Linked DNA regions of Callithrix jacchus: region 1 is linked to region 2. Evidence: chromatin contacts called from public Hi-C data. All regions are on one chromosome and are shown on one strand. Each heading gives the region's core, a stretch centred on a gene start, on an enhancer-like site or on the middle of the called end of the contact. The rest is flanking DNA. Distances are from core to core; before and after follow the strand shown.

Region 1 (3,324 bases), core at 229-2,728, 59 kb after region 2:
TTTCTTTCTCTTGCCTGATTGCCCTGGCCAGAACTTCCAACACTATGTTGAATAAGAGTGGTGAGGGAGGGCATCCTTGTCTTGTTCCAATTTTCAAGGGGGAATGAGGGAGGCTAATTTTCTAATAATAAGATAATACTGAAGATTTGCTTTTTCCAGATATTTCTATGAATGCTTTACATGTATCAAGTCACAATCTCAGAAAAACCCTACGAAAGAATTCATATTATCATCCCCATTTTATAGATGAAGAGATTGAGGCACATGTCCTACAAAGACCTAAGAGGGGAAATGCATTACCTTGAATGCTTTTGTTGCCACCTGAGCACAGGGATCTCAGATTGACCTTACAGTTTCTCTGCATTTCACCTCCAGGCAATCTTTTACTTTACAACAGGCCAATGGGCCTCTTGACTGAGGTGTTCTGCTGAGAAGGGGCAGGGAGCAAGGAGTCTGGGGCTCATAGGCCATAATGGATGGAGAAAGAAAACAGAGAACCGGGGTTGGGGTCAGAGTCCTTGCAGGCCTCGTGAGGCTGTGGCTGGGCCTGAGCTCATCTGCTGTAAGAGCTGGTCCTGAACTGTGTGGTTCAGAGGCCTGGGCAGTGGAGGAGGCAGGAGGACTCACAAGTCAACCAGGCAGTTGAAAATCCCAAGGAGCAACAGTAAGGGCCAGAGGACAGAGGTCTGAGGTCTGGGCTCCAGCCCTGGCTTTGCCATTAACTAGCTGTATGATTCTGGGCAAATCAGTTCATCTTTTTAGGCCTGATTATGTTTTTTTTTTTTTCTTAGATAAAATGCAAGTTTCTTTTTGTTATTGTGGTAATTGTTTTTAATCTCCAAAGCGTTTTTGAACCACATCATTCTGTGGTTCTATGGCTTCACTGCCCTGCCAGGCACGTCTCAGAATGTTAGCAAGCATTACTGCTTCCCTCCCTGCCCTCCATTCTTATATGAAGCCCAACCAAAGATAACCATGCTGGTCCTGCGCTGGGCTAGAGCATTCTCTCCTCATAACATTCCTAAGAGGTAGACATTATTTTGATTTTATGGATAAGGACTCATTCAAGTACACACACCAGCAATCCACATTGGGAATTCTAATTGACACTTGCCTCTAAAATCCAGGTTGTTCATGAATATGCGACATGGCTTCTCTACTTTGTGTAGGTTTCTACTGGCCGCTGGGCAAATACTGCTATTCTCTGGGGCTAGTAGGGTGGTGGGAAAGAAGATGTCTGAAGTGGAAGGAAGGCACTGGGCTTGGGCTCATGCACCATGGAGGCCCTTGGAAGGGCTGTGAATGGCATTGGCCTTGTGGCTCCACTCTTTTCCAACTACTGCTCCAAGTAGGGCAACAAATGCAGGTTTTCCTTGCAGAGAATCCCAATAGGTCACACTGCTTTTGACGCATAGAGTTTTCATGTGCCAGCAGCTGCCATAACACAAACACAGTCCCTTACTAACTCTGTTCTCCTAGGTTGCTTTTCCTGCCACGTGGCCTCCCTGCCCACGTTCCTTGGGAGGTTGTCGGAAAGCTGAGATGGGGGCGGCTGCAGTTGTTGCCTCTGGCTGACATTCAGCTAAAGCAGGCAGGGGTGTTCAAGCTTGGAAGAATCACTGCTACAATGATTTGAGTTTGTGATGGGGAAGCAGAGGGCAGCCCCTTTTAACAGTTTTCCTTTTACATCCCAGCCATCCACCCCTTAGAAATCTTTCAATCATTCATTCATGTATTCATTCAGAAAATATTAGCATGTTCCTTTTCTGTGTCAGGCACTGTTCTAGGCATTAGAGATCCAGTGGCAAACAAAAGAGTCATGTTCCCTGCTCCTGGAAAATTAATGTTTTAATTGAAGGGTCAGGGGAGATTTGAAGTTAAGCAGTCAGACAAATAAATACATACTATAATGTGAGATAGTGCTGAGCGTCTCAAAGAAAATAATGATATGGAGCCAGAAAGTGACAGGAATGCTATTTTGAGCCGGGTGTCAGGAAAGGTCTCCCTGAGGAAATGAAAAACACTTGTATGTAGTCAAGGAGCAAGCTCTGGAAATCTCTGGGGGAGAGTGTCCCTGGAGAGGGAGGAGAGAGTGCTGGGTTCTGGGACAAGAACGTGCATGGCATGTCTGATGAGCAGTAGGAAGCCAGTGTACCTGGAGTACAAGGAGCAAGGCAGATGTAACATGGAGTTGTAGAGGCAACACAGACCATGTAGGGACTTGGGATTCTCTTTTTTTGAGATGGGATCTCACTGTCACCCAGGCTGAGTGCAGTGGCATGATTGTGGCTCATGGCCTTTCTCCCCAGACTCAAGCAAACCTCCCACCTCAGCCTCCCAAATAGCTGGGATCACAGCTGCACACCACTATCCCTGGCTAATTTTGTACTTTTTCTAGAGACTGGATCTCGCTATGTTTCCTGGGCTGGTCTTGAACTCCTGGATTCAAAGGATCCTCCTGCCTCAGCCTCCTAAAGTGCTAGGATTATAGGCATGAGCCACCATGCTTGGCTGGGATTTTATTTTAAATCTGATGTGAAACTGTTGGAACATTTTGAAAGGGGAAATGACACAATGAGATTTATGTTTAAAATGATCTCCATGGCCACACAGATTGTAAGGAGCTCAGGGAAGGAGCAGGGAGACCCAGGCCAAAAGTGAGGGTGGCTCAGGCTCGTGATGGGTCCAGGTGGAGAGAAGTAGCAGGATTCTGGATTTTTACAAAGACGGAACCATAACATTTGCTGATAGATTGGATGTAGAATGTGTGAGAAAAAGAGCAGTTAAGGATGACCCCCAGGTTTTTGGTTCTAGGGGTTGAAAACTGTAACAGGCTGAATAATGGCTACTCAAAGAGCTTCTGTCCTAACCCCTGGAACTTGTGACATTTAGAAAAAGAATTAATAGAGTTAATTTGACCTTACATGGTAACAAATGTCATTAAATATTTTGGGATTATTCCGGATTAGCCAGATGGAAACAGAATGTCATTAAGTGTCTCTATATGAGAGAGGCAAAAGAGAGATGATCCACACACCTGGAGGAGGATGCCACTTAAAGGTGAAGGCAGGGTTTGGAGCTATGCAATCACAGCTGGGGAATGCCACACCAGCAGCCACTGAAACCTGGAAGAGGCAAGAATCAGCTTCTCCCTTTGAGCCCTTAGAACAAGGGTGTCCAAACTTTTGGCTTCCCTGGGCCCCACTGGAAGGAGAATTGTCTTGGGCCACCCACAAAATACGCTAACATTAATGATAGTTGATGTTCTTTAAAAAAAAATCGCAGAAAAATCTTGTTATATTTTAAGAAAGTTTACAAATTTGT
Region 2 (3,010 bases), core at 63-2,562:
TTGACCAACATGTCCGAGGACACAGAGGTAGTAAGTGTGAAGTCAAGAGTCAAACCCAGGCAACCTGGCTCCAGAGTCAGTGAAGGAGTAAATAATGCTCATCTCCAAGGTAGTATTCAAAATGTATGACAACCGACCTGGTGCGGTGGCTCACGCCTGTATCCCAGCACTTTGGGAGGCTGAGCTGTGTGGCTGACCTGAGGTCAGGAGTTCAAGACCAGCCTGGCCAACATGGCAAAACCCTGTCTCTACTAAAAATACAAAAATTAGCTGGGTATGGTGGCTCATGCCTGTAGTTCCAGCTACAGAGGAAGCTGAGGTGGGAGAGTTGCTTGAACCTGGGAGGCGGAGGTTGCAGTGAGCTAGATTGTACCACTGCACACCAGCTGGGTGACAGAGGGAGACTCTGTCTCAAATGAGAAAGAGAGAAAAAAATGTGACAACCACTTTGCCACTGGCACCAACCAAGCAGAACTGACATTGGTTATGGTGCGGGAATAGAATCCAGAAGACTCCTTGCTCTGCCAGGAGTGAATCTCTTGGTTTCCAAATCACAGAGAGGTCTGGGGGTTCAGCCACTTAGGAGACTGGGCACATCAAGTATCCATGGGAGAACTGTCTAAAATAGTTTACTGGCTGATGTTGCTATACTGGGTGTCCCAGGTGAATATCACCCTTGGATCACTCTTGGTCATTCCTATTTCACTGGGATTGTGGGAGTTAAAGGAGCCAACCTTTGTTATTTCACATAATGATGCTTTGTGTTATTCCAGTTTCTTTATTAATTTAAACCATATAATAGGATTGCGCAGAAGGTTACATGAAAACAGCTGCAAAATGCCTGGTAGGGCTCATGTCACATAGTAGGCTTTAAATATAGCTTATTATCTCTTTTCTCTGCTTTCCCCGGCCTATCACCAACGGTGCTTACTGCTGGCCCAGTGCCCTTTCTTTCACAGAAGCTGGGCGAAACTAAGGCTGTCAGTTATCTGCCGAGGAGCTGTCAGTGTTCGAAAGAGAAAGAGCCAGTGTTTGCTAGCTTGGCATCCCCCAGGCTGTCAGGAGCCAGGCTCAGAACAGCAGAGGCCAGCAGAAGAAAGGCCAGAGTCAGCAGTCTAACATACAAGGAAATCTTTACCGCCCTCGGGCCTGTAGAACCATTCCACCACCGTGGTGGCCTCCACCTCCTCTCTCTTCATGCAGGAGATGCAGCGCAGCTTCATGGGGTTGCCCTGCACGGCCTCCGTCTCCGAGGGCACTTCCACACACACAGGGAAGCAGACACTGACTGCAGAGAGGACAGACAGGGAAGGAACAGCAGGTGTGTGGCGGGGGAGGGGGGCACAGGAGAGAGGCAATGGAGAGCAAGGAGGGAGGGAGGAGAGACGGAGAAGGAAGAGTCAGGAGATGAACTTGATAAAAGCCATGTGCAAGTGTCTACACCCTCACCTGGGCTCCCTGAGTGTACAGGCTCAGAACATGTACACAGTTAGAGGGAGGAGACCTAGATGATCCAGACATGGACTGAAATTCTTCCCTTTGAAGCAGTGGAGATGCACCACAGTATATTATACTTGAGCCCTGCCCTCTAAGTCTTACAGCCCAAGTGGGAGACAGGGCACGTGCCTATCTAGCGACCATCCATCCCCTTCATTCCACTACCATTCATTAAAATCCACTCTCTGCCAGGTCTGATGCTAGAATAGAAATGCAAAAATGAACAAAACACTAACCATGTCCTAAATGCATTTATAATCTAATAGGGAACACATATTCCTAACTGTGATTAAACCAGACCACAGCAAGTAACACACTCGTGATGTGTTCTGTTCCTAGAAGACAGGCAGTTACTTACTCCCAGTTGGCCTAGGGAGAAAGAAAGAGGAGGATGGTGAAACGTGAGGCTAGAAGGGTAGGCAGGACCCATGCTGGGAAGACCTCTGTGTGTCCCTTCCGGTGTGAAGTATCAAATGTTTTAAAGCCATGGAGAGATGTAGTTATGTCGTGTTGCATGAAAACTGTAGGTAATTCTGACACACGGTGGAGACTGGAGCAGCAGTGAGGAAAATGGAGAGCGGACCATCAAGCTGGAGCAATGCTCTATGCAGAGGAGTATAGTGAGGCAAGGGAAAAACTGGAGGGGGGTCAGACTGTGGGACAGCTTGCATGCCACACGGAAGTCTGGACTGAGTTTCTGCCCTCTAGAAACTTGAAATCTATTTTTTAAAAAGAGGCAAGTATATCAGCTTGGTAATTTAGAATAACTCGAGTAGAGCATGGCTGCCAGCAAAACATGTGCAAATGTGGGCGGCATTAACAGATGTACAGTGTGCAGGAGAAAGGAGGCGTAGCTCCTCGGCACTGCTTTTGGAACAAATCTGGACTATTATGATCAGTTCAGGATGTCACATTTTAAAAAAGGAAGTTGTTCAAAGAGTGCAAGCCCAGAGGTAAGGGAGATGGTGAAAGGTCTGGAGATAAAGTCTGGGGAGGAACAAATGTGAGGACTTGAGTTACCTACCTGGACAAAGAACATATCTGTCTTCAAATATTTGAAGGCTGGCAGATGGAAGAGAAATTTGATTCTGCCCAACCCCAAAAGTTATAAGAAAAAAAAGAAGTTTAATGCAATATAAAAAGAATTTTCTGATTTTGGAGCTGTTCACAAATGCAAATAACTTTATGGTAAGAGAGTGTGCACAGCATTGTTTGTATGGTAAGAGAGTGTGTGCAGCATTGTTTGTATGGTAAGAGAGTGTGCGCAGCATTGTTTGTATGGTAAGACAGTGTGCGCAGCAATGTTTGTATGGTAAGAGAGTGTGCGCAGCATTGTTTGTATGGTAAGAGAGTGTGCGCAGCATTGTTTGCATGGTAAGAGAGTGTGCGCAGCATTGTTTGCATGGTAAGAGAGTGTGTGCAGCATTGTTTCTATGGTAAGAGAGTGTGCGCAGCATTGTTTGCATGGTAAGAGAGTATGCGCAGCATTCTTTGTATGGTAAGACAGTGTGCG

What was found. A called contact is a pair of places that touch in the nucleus more often than the background predicts.
Region 1: a contact with region 2 is called in a Hi-C map of induced pluripotent stem cells, with 2.7 times the contacts expected there. The contact joins two enhancer-like sites. A contact is called at or near these places in 3 of 3 Hi-C or Micro-C datasets (induced pluripotent stem cells and skeletal muscle).

The regions. Positions count from the first base shown.
Region 1 is chr10:23,335,038-23,338,361 of calJac240_pri, forward strand. No RefSeq gene overlaps it. Among named protein-coding and RNA genes, the nearest start is that of ZNF202, 38 kb to the right of the region's middle. Within about 2 kb of position 1,479, at least 3 of the 16 cell types and tissues checked have an H3K27ac peak or open chromatin away from gene starts, as enhancers often do.
Region 2 is chr10:23,276,314-23,279,323 of calJac240_pri, forward strand. It overlaps SCN3B (sodium voltage-gated channel beta subunit 3), which reads right to left. Exons shown (of 7, transcript XM_009007020.5): 3 at 1,125-1,288. Among named protein-coding and RNA genes, the nearest start is that of SCN3B, 16 kb to the right of the region's middle. Within about 2 kb of position 1,313, at least 2 of the 16 cell types and tissues checked have an H3K27ac peak or open chromatin away from gene starts, as enhancers often do.